2 separate regions of the Salmo salar genome follow, and region 1 is linked to region 2. Evidence: chromatin contacts called from public Hi-C data. All regions are on one chromosome and are shown on one strand. Each heading gives the region's core, a stretch centred on a gene start, on an enhancer-like site or on the middle of the called end of the contact. The rest is flanking DNA. Distances are from core to core; before and after follow the strand shown. Region 1 holds the start of LOC106589527 (filaggrin-2). Region 2 overlaps LOC106589534 (ral guanine nucleotide dissociation stimulator-like 1).

The links. A called contact is a pair of places that touch in the nucleus more often than the background predicts.
Region 1: a contact with region 2 is called in a Hi-C map of muscle, with 8 times the contacts expected there. The contact joins the promoter of LOC106589527 here to the enhancer-like site in region 2. A contact is called at or near these places in 3 of 3 Hi-C or Micro-C datasets (blood, gill and muscle).

Annotation. Positions count from the first base shown.
Region 1 is chrssa02:63,863,046-63,868,304 of Ssal_v3.1, reverse strand. LOC106589527 (filaggrin-2) reads left to right here and starts at 1,419. Exons shown (of 2, transcript XM_014179625.2): 1 at 1,419-1,728.
Region 2 is chrssa02:63,831,529-63,836,480 of Ssal_v3.1, reverse strand. LOC106589534 (ral guanine nucleotide dissociation stimulator-like 1) reads right to left here. Exons shown (of 19, transcript XM_045707682.1): 19 at 3,523-4,952. Among protein-coding and RNA genes, the nearest start is that of LOC106589534, 20 kb to the right of the region's middle. Within about 2 kb of position 2,565, at least 1 of the 13 cell types and tissues checked has an H3K27ac peak or open chromatin away from gene starts, as enhancers often do. A contact at or near this core is called in muscle, where this site is marked.

The DNA.
Region 1 (5,259 bases), core at 170-2,669, 33 kb before region 2:
ACTAATCTCATTATTTTATCTAGAGTGATTAATTTGAACACTCAAGCCCGTTATGACACTGGCCTGCTGGCCCCCCTACCTCTGAGGAAGCACAGTTCCCGCTCAGCCCAGTCAAAACTGTTCGCTGCTCTGGCACCCCAATGGTGGAACAAGCTCCCTCACGACGCCAGGACAGCGGAGTCAATCACCACCTTCCGGAGACACCTGAAACCCCACCTCTTTAAGGAATACCTAGGATAGGATAAAGTAATCCTTCTAACCCCCCCCCCTTAAAAGATTTAGATGCACTATTGTAAAGTGGTTGTTCCACTGGATATCATAAGGTGAATGCACCATTTTGTAAGTCGCTCTGGATAAGAGCGTCTGCTAAATGACTTAAATGTAATGTAAATGTAATGATTGATGAGTTTAGTTTGAATGTATATTGAAGCGAGCTGAATTGGGATAAACACTTTTTCTTATACAATATATCTCTCTCTCAGCTCTGAGTGCTTTTGCTATGAAAAATGACTTGCGTTGCATCCCAATGCACCCTTTTCCCTATGTAGTGCACCTTTTTTGACCAGAGCCCTATGGGGTAAAAAGTTTTGCAATATATAGGGAATAGGGTGCCATTTGGGACGCACCCTTGAAACAATAGCAGGTTGTAGCTGTGATGTAATTTTAGTTGTGTAATTAATTGTGTGATGAGGCTGATGACCTCGTCCTTGCGTTAATTCTCTCTCTATGCCCCCATCCTGGCTATTTTATGCACACACACCTATAATAACACACACACAATGCAATGATACACTTCAATCACATATGGTATGGCATATCTTGTATAGAATGTTGTATCTTGCACACAAACACACACACCTTGTGAGGACTTTTTGGGGACGAACAATTGATTTCCATTAAAAATCCTATTTTCCCTAACCGCTAACCCTAAAAGTAATCCCAAACCCTAAATGTAAACCTAAATCCTAAACTTAATCCTAACCCCAACCCTAAACATAATTCTAACTGTAAACCCTAAACCTAAAATACCATTTTTGCAAGTAAAGCAAAATGGCCTCACTTCTCTGAATTGTTGTTGGTTTACTATTCTTGTGAGGACTTCTGGTACTTACAATATAATAAAACGTGTACACACACGCACAGGTAGGCTAAACAAACTTTAGGCTATTTGTCTTCACCTCGCCCTTTGGGCAACCTAACCAAATCTTTGACCGAAATCTCATTCTGATTCTGTCTGGCGCTAGTCAATTCAGATACTACTGGTCCGGTGGCCCGGTCCTGCCAAATTGTGTTGCATCAGGTCGAAGCAATAGGGATCTGTACCGTGGGGGCAAACAGGGAGCGCGCGCGCCAACAAAAAAGACGTGACGAGGCAGCCTATGAGCTGTTACGCAACCACTGACCCACTAACACACATTCTAGAGGGGAGAGGGAGAGAAACTGGAGCAAGCGCCCAACATAACAGTCGGGACTCAATGCAAAAGGGGGAGACACTGCTTCTTGTAAGCTACAACCAGACAGACTGACCTCAGAGCAAGTAAGAGGAGCTAGAGCTGCGCCCGAAAGCTTTTTTTTAAATTCTCTCAGACAAATGAAACATCTAGCTATTTGACCATTTCTGTTGAACGAAATAGAGGATACGAGCCAACTTCAACTGCGGAAGGCGATTGCTTTGTGTCCGGCATTGTGCATTTTTTTAGCTGGAGACACGTCACTTGTTCTTAAAAGGTACGTTGGAGTCCTGTTGATGTGCTTAATTCTGTGCGTAAATGTTAGATTGGATTGAATGCTGGATAATGAATTATTTAGAATTTGATATTTGTTTAAAAGTGCAACACTGTTGCGGATTCAGATTCTCATTTTGCTTTTAGGTATGGGTATTGTTCACATGCGGGCGACTCGCCCCTACCGGTAGACAGCCACTGTGTGTGTGACTTTGAGTTATTTGTAGTCATTGTGGTTTATTTGAAACCAGTTCCCTTTCCCATGTATTCATTCATACTGTATATTCCTCAAGCTTAGCAAATTCTCCGTTTTAATCAAGGCACTATATTGTAAAGTGGTGGATGCTGTTGTAAAGAGAAGCCGATTCACATTGCTCAATGCGCTCAATGTCAGGTCGGGCGTTTTTCCCTCATGGTATTTGTTCAATGGATGGGTAGTAAATCCACTGTGCAATAGATTGGAATATCAAACCGTTTTGGGGGGTGGCCTCTTGCTGTGAAGAGCATTGTCTGGAGTTATTGTAGTTTAAAACATGTTTTTTCTTTCTTTACTTAAAAATATTTGTTTCATATTTATTTAAATATTTGGTTTATTGACATGTTGCTAAATCTAAATAGCAGGTGTGTGACCTATATTTTATTTATGAAGTTGTCATTAATAGCGTTGATACGTCTAATAATATACAGGTAGGTTAATTAAAGGCAAAGTATACTGAAAACGAATATAACTTTTTGATTTATTTCAGTGCAATAAATGGTCTACTGGTGCAGGCAAGTTATTGATTTCGTTCCTATCGGTGACCTCCTTTTGTCGTGTTGTAAGTCAGACCCTCAGACATTCCATGTGCCTGGCGAGGATGTTCCCGTCACGTGTAGCTTTTCTCTGGAACTTGGAACAAGAGGGATTACTAGCTATGTCTTGCATTTGCCTCCATTCTATGCCATTAGTCATTTTATGTGATAAATATTTGGTCAAAACTAGATGTCCTGGAATTTTGGCATAAAGGATAGTTATAATCATGTTATTACACATCTATAAGCAGTCCATAGAGTTTTTTTGGGGGGGTGGGCTGAGGGGTGGTATGGCATATGACATAATAGCTATGCACTAGTAAGCTACGCAGTAGAATGAGAGGAGGAGAATGAATAGAATCATGGTCTTTCATAAGGGCTGGGGAAAGTTTGCAGAATTAATTCATAGACAAAGATCTGCAAGCATGTGCCTTGATATTTAACAATTAGGAATATCACATGTATTTTTTTTTTAAATCTAGAGGTATTTGTATTTGATTGACCTGTTGCAAAGTAAAAGCAGGTGTTGCCAATCAAGACTTGTGCCCTGAGGTTTTCACCGGCCATATGTTTCATGTTTAACACGAGCCTGTACATGATTTCCGATAGCCTAAGCAGATTGTGTTACAGTCATCTCCCAGTCAGTACAAATATATTTTCTATTTATATATTTCTTGCAAAATCTATACTATAACAAAACACTCAAATCCTATTTAGATGTAATTACACCAATTATATCAGGTGGTTTAATTCAGGTATTTTCCGCCAGTCTGTATAAAGTTGCTTGTTCCCATGGGCTCTTAATGGGACTAGCTCTATTGCGTAATTAAAATAATAACCAAAAACAGGGCTTGTGTGTGTTGAGTTGTCCAACTCCAGGACATGATGCAATAGAGGGAAACCCCTCAGTCGGCAGAGCTGCAGTCACTGAGCTTTTTAGGCTTCTGCCAGTTGGTCTGTTTACAGAACAGCCCTTCTTTCCCAATTTGAATATTGCTCAAACCAGTCTAACTCAGACTGGGGGAAAGCAGGATGTGTGGAAAGACTTAGAGCTACATTTTGGTCTACAACTCAGTTCAGTTCACTGTAACATCAAACATAATCAGTAGGGCTTTTCTTTGACTTTGCCACACAGCCTCTTTGACCGAATTCTGATTAAGTGTGATTAAGTGGCCAGCTTGTACCTGCCTGGTACAAGCTGGCCATATCTAAAAACACTAGAAGGCAAATGTTTTGGGGGTTCGTAGTACTTAGTTGACTCCTGCCACTCTTAGATTTAGCCTCTGTGGAATCTGAAGGAGCTGAACACTTTGGCTGCCCGATAGTGAAGTCACTTTTAGGGTACTTTAATCTAGGCTATAACCTTGAAGGATGCGTGGACTTACACCTAGCAAACAACACCCTCATTTTATTGCAAGTGAATGGAGAGCAGAAGTCCATGTTACAGTATTACAGATCTTTATGGGTAGGAAGTTGTAAAGGGATTAGAGATGTTTGGCACAGGTTTGGTGCCATCTATATTGGTCAATTGGAACGTATTGGCCTGTTCAAATGATGATAAGTACATCCTAAATGGACATTGATAAGGAACATTGAACATAAATGAAGTGCATTTACCTAGTTGGAGATGGAAAAGAGGGGGGGGAGGTTAGCCTAGTCCCCAAGACCATGTGACAGAGAGGACGACATGCTTAAATAGAACTCAGAGTTGACCTAGAATATCTCCCTAGATTCTAGGTGCCTTTTCTTAGAAGACAAAGCCAGAACCTAAAATGGAGGCGCCCTGACCGGCCTCTCCACCACATGTCCATTTATGTGGGTGGCTCATCATGTCTTGGAGATGGAGGGGAAAAGGGATGCTTTGCATTACTCAGTCTTGCCTTTGGGGGGTCAAAGGTGGTGGTGAAACGCCTGAGAACGGCTTTGGCTGAGCTAACATTTCCCATCCGTCTTTAACATCTCCCCCCAGCTAAACTCGCTGGTGGTGAAATCCTAGCTGTGAGTGAGTCATTCCTACAGCTTGATAATTGTGTGGGAAGCAAGGGAGATTCTGGCTTTTGAAAATCTTCAATGCTTTTTTCATTGTATTATCCCTTTGGAATGATAATTTGGCTTTAGCATCCAGTATTTACTGCAATATTACAGAAAGAATTGAACCTGTAAAATGTACTCACCCTGAGCTCCAGTGTGTAACCTGTAGGTGTGGCTAGTATTTCAGCATTAAACAAGCTCTGCTTTGTAAACTTGTCACAATGACATTCAGAACACGAGCACATCAGCCCGGTCGCTCACAGCTCTATGAAATATGTTCTGTCGGATTTTGACATGGAACATGGGTGTGTGCCTTCTGACGTCAATATATATATATATTTTTTAAGTCTCAAATGCATGCTGTTTATCGTCTGCATGGAGATAGAGTAGCAGAGACCCCTCCCGGTGTCAAATAGAGTATCCAGGAATTAATGTTGCGTATCAAATCACCAGGGGTTTTATAATCCGATTTTGCGCTGCTGACGTAGGCATTTTTTTTTATGTTTTTTTTTTTTACATCGTACCGCAGTGTCTGTAAAATTCCTTTAATGTCGTGTCCACCAATTGAATTCATCTAAACCCTTCTCGCCAGCCAGCCAGCCTTCCTCCCCAATACCCCTTCTCTATCACTCTATTTTTAGAGCGCACTGTAATCCCTCCCCCTCTCCATTTTCCTCCCTCTCCAGCTCTATTTACCTATTTTATGGCACGC
Region 2 (4,952 bases), core at 1,316-3,815:
TAAACCCATGTTTTACATCCATAAACAACCTTAACCCTGACCTAAACCCATGTTTTACATCCATACACAACCCTAACCCTGACCTAAACCCATGTTTTACATCCATACACAACCCTAACCCTAAACCTGACCTAAACCCATGTTTTACATCCATACACAACCCTAACCCTGAACCTAACCTAAACCCATGTTTTACATCCATACACAACCCTAACCCTGAACCTGACCTAAACCCATGTTTTACATCCATACACAACCCTAACCCTGAACCTGACCTAAACCCATGTTTTACATCCATACACAACCCTAACCTTAAACCTGACCTAAACCCATGTTTTACATCCATACACAACCCTAATCCTAAACCTGACCTAAACCCATGTTTTACATCCATACACAACCCTAACCCTGACCTAAACCCATGTTTTACATCCATACACAACCCTAACCCTAAACCTGACCTAAACCCATGTTTTACATCCATACACAACCCTAACCTTAAACCTGACCTAAACCCATGTTTTACATCCACACACAACCCTAACCCTGAACCTGACCTAAACCCATGTTTTACATCCATACACAACCCTAACCCTGAACCTGACCTAAACCCATGTTTTACATCCATACACAACCCTAACCCTGACCTAAACCCATGTTTTACATCCATACACAACCCTAACCTTAAACCTGACCTAAACCCATGTTTTACATCCATACACAACCCTAATCCTAAACCTGACCTAAACCCATGTTTTACATCCATACACAACCCTAACCCTAAACCTGACCTAAACCCATGTTTTACATCCATACACAACCCTAACCTTAAACCTGACCTAAACCCATGTTTTACATCCATACACAACCCTAACCCTAAACCTGACCTAAACCCATGTTTTACATCCATACACAACCCTAACCCTAGCTAACCTAAACCAATGTTTTACATCCACACACACGATGAGAGTTCAGAGGTTAAACTGGAGGCCTGGTTCATGGTAATGAGGCCCTGTGAAGACCACAACAACATCAACCACCACCGAGAAGGACCACCACCCCCCCACACAAGGAATGTGCTAGACAGGGTCACGACATTTGGAATGCTGCGGTCGCCAGACAGCGGTCACCGGGGGGAAGGGAGGCCCTTATTTCCTTATTTGGGGTGGATACTTAGAAGAGGCGTGTGATGTCTCGGCCCTGACGGACGGTCATTGGGTATATTTCTATCTATAAAGGGCTCACATGAGCATCTGTCACTTTGACCTCTGTTTGGTATCCACGATGAGAAGGTCAGAGTGGAGAAGGAGGGAGAGTGGCTGAGACGGATGTCGTTCTTTCTCCTTCCCCATGGCCTTCAGCTTATCGTTGTCATGATGATTTCAATTATGGAATATTGACGTCAACTGACTGACTAGTCTTTTGGCTTCTTTTTGAATACGGTATGAAAGAGACACATCGTTTTTTGAGTTAATAGCCTTGTCGTTTTTGAACTTTTGTATGCTTTTTGAATTGTATTCAATGTGCAAAAACGTTGCGCAATAGACTTCGGTGGCAAAACTTCATAAAAGGCATCTGGCAGATGTAAATTCATCCAGACACAAATATGTTTTTTATTAAATTACAGATTTTTCCTGAATTTGATATAATCATCAAGCCCATTCAAAAGATTAGGGGACAGAAACCAGAAGGATGATGTAATAGGACAATATCACTTTCACATCGTGTATTGGTCATTTTAATGCTATGGCTGTGCTTGCCGTCAGCCATTTTAGAAAACATGAGTTAAATCCAGACTCGCCCTTTTTCAGTCTGTCCTCTCTGGTATAATTAAAAAGAACAGCCAGTGCTGAACAAAGTGGTTAGATCACAGTGCACTCCACATTCCCTCATGGGGTTGTGGTTGTGGTGTGTCTGTCTGTTGATGTTTGTTTAGGCAGCACAATGATAAGGCTGGGAAAAGTGCACATTTCAAGATTTATAGCTTCATAATGTGTACAAAACATTAAGAGCACCTGCTCTTTCCATGACAGACTGACCAGGTGAAAGCTAAGTTCCCTTATTGATGTCAATAGTTAGATCCACTTCAAATCAGTGTAGATGAAGGGGAGGATACAGGTTAAAGAAGGATTTTTAAGCCTCGAGACAGTTGAGAAATTGATGTGTGTGTGTGTGTGTGTGTGTCATTCAGAGAGAGAATAAGCAAGACAAAAGATCGAAGTGCCTTTGAACGGGTTTTGGTAGCAGGTGCCAGGCACACTGGTTTGTGTCAAGAACTGCAACGCTGATGGATTTCACTTTCAACAGTTTCCTGTGTGTATTAAGAATGGTCCACCAACCAAAGGCCATCCAGCAAACTTGACAATGCTTTCAACACCTTGTAGAGTCCATGCCCCAATGAACTGAGGCTGTTCTGAGGGCAGGTTCTTAATGTTTTGTGAACTCAGTGCATGTACATTCCAGTGGTGTTGAAATGGATTTGGAACAGTCTTACATTCTCTTCATTGTTCTTTGTCTCCAATAGACTTTATAAAGCTTTTCTGCCCACTAGTGGTTGAAATACAGACTGGAGTCAGCAGACTCGGCAGACCAGTCTGCTATCACCCCTCCCTATTCAACAAGCGGACCGCTGGCCAGAACCGGACCCAGAACAGGGGCAATATGGACCACAATTCAAGACTAAAAATATAAAAATGTGGGTGAACTAAGTCGGGCTTCGACCCCTAGTATCATATGAACATACATAAGACATGGAAAACGGTGTAGAATTGCCAACAAAAGGGGTGTAAACAGTTTGGGAAGGCATGGTTTGCGATGTGGGGGTATGTTACTACACCGATACATTTCAATATCCATTTGGATCTTTGTCAAATAATACTTGACCCCGGCCGGCCCTATTGGTTTCATAGTTCCACTCAGACTGTAGTGCCACCATGTGGCGAGAAAGAGCATAACCCAAATGTCATACATAATTTATTCAGCCCAACGCTCAGTCAGCCACCGCATTTCAATGGAGGACAGGTTCAATATCACATCTCTATAAAACAGAATAAACTTCAAACAAAGATACTACTGCAGTGATAGTAATGTATTTTAACTGATAAAGCAATAAATAATGCAATAGTCTGTCAAACTAAATAAACAAAAACACTAACAATCGAAGTAAACACAGTGCAATTAACTTACCACACCCAAAACATTTCTTCAAACAGCATAGTTCTCCAAATGGTTTTCTGACACAGCATAGCAACGACACCACAGTCTCTACAAACTTCAGGTACAAACATGCTCACCTGCATAGGTCTAAGGAACGCTTTTTTGTTTACTTTTTAACCGGTCCCTCCCTATTTATAGTCCCAGGGGAAAGACTGACCAAAACTAATGTTCCTACCCTATCATAACTATCATGTAAAATAAAGCTTTATTTTTTGCATGGACTAGGTGACAAATAGCATGGACTAGGTGACAAATAGCATGGACTAGGTGACTAGTGTGTAAGATATAATGCAAAGTCAACATGAGTTGAGTATATTAATCTTTATTAATTAATATCCCATAGTTTAAAACAAAGTGACATTGAAAGAAAAGTGCTTGAATTAAAAACACCCAACTATGTCTTACTATACTTGTGAGGACATTTTGGGGACCAACAAAATTTTGATTCCCATTCAAAATCCTATTTTCCCTAACCCCAACCCCAAAATAGCCTTTTTATAAGTGACGACCGGCCAAATGTCCTCACTTCTCTAAAGTTTTGTTGGTTTACTATTCTAGTAAGGACTTCTGGTCCTCACAAGTTCAGTAAAATGTACACACACGACAAATGGCTCTCCGAATAAAACACTGATAGGAGTTTCAGCTAAATCTTAAGCAGCACAAAATGTAAATTCATGCTTGTTCTCTGTTGTCTCCCCATCTGACTTATAAACAGTTCTACACTTCACAACACTATCAGCAATACCCACATTCACCAACCACCCACTGCCCTCACACTGGCTAATGAATTCACCATAAATAACACCATCACATTCTGTGTGTCTTTCAACATCCACATTCAATAGTCATTCTTGTATATTCATGTCCCCACTGAAATCAAATGGGCCTTTAACCACGGGGGGTATCAGACATTGCTTGGGGGAAACCCTCTCCCTCCTCCGCTCTCTTTTTCTGCATTTCTTCAGAAAGCCTGTAGTCACGTATAGAAAACAGTGTACAAAACAGTAACAACACCTTCCTAATATTGAGTTGCACCCCCTTTTGCCCTCAGAACAGCCTCAATTCGTCAGGGCATGGACTCTACAAGGTGTCAATAGTGTTCCACAGGGATGCTGGCCCATGTTGCATCCAATGCTTCCCACAATTATGTCAAGTTGGTTGGTGGACCATTCTTGATGCACACAGGAAACTGTTTAGTGTGAAAAACCCAGCAGCGTTGCAGTTCTTGACATAAACCTGTGTGCCCCGGCATCTACTACCATACCCTGTTCATAGGCATTTAGATCTTGTGTCTTGCCATTCACCCTCTGAATGGCACACATACACAATCCACGTCTCAATTGTCTCAACGCTTAAAAATCCTTTACATTGATTGAAGTGGATTTAACAGGTGACATCAGGGATCATATCTTTCACCTGGTCAGCCTTGGAAAGAGTCCTTAATGTTCTGTACACTGTTTATATCCTTAATTTGACATTCAAAATAACTGTCTGATAAGAGACTTAAAGTGCCATCTTCCCATTATAGTTAAGACATTAAACATACTGTACATTTACCAGGCACTGCACCTCCCTCCATTGAACAATTCAGACTCATAAAAATTAAACAAATATCACTTTATAATTTGTAAAAAATAAAAACCCTCGCTCAAAGCTGAAACACTGAAATAGCATTGAGAATAATTACTGAAACGATCTGGTCTACATACATATTGCTAATAACACTATCATATCTA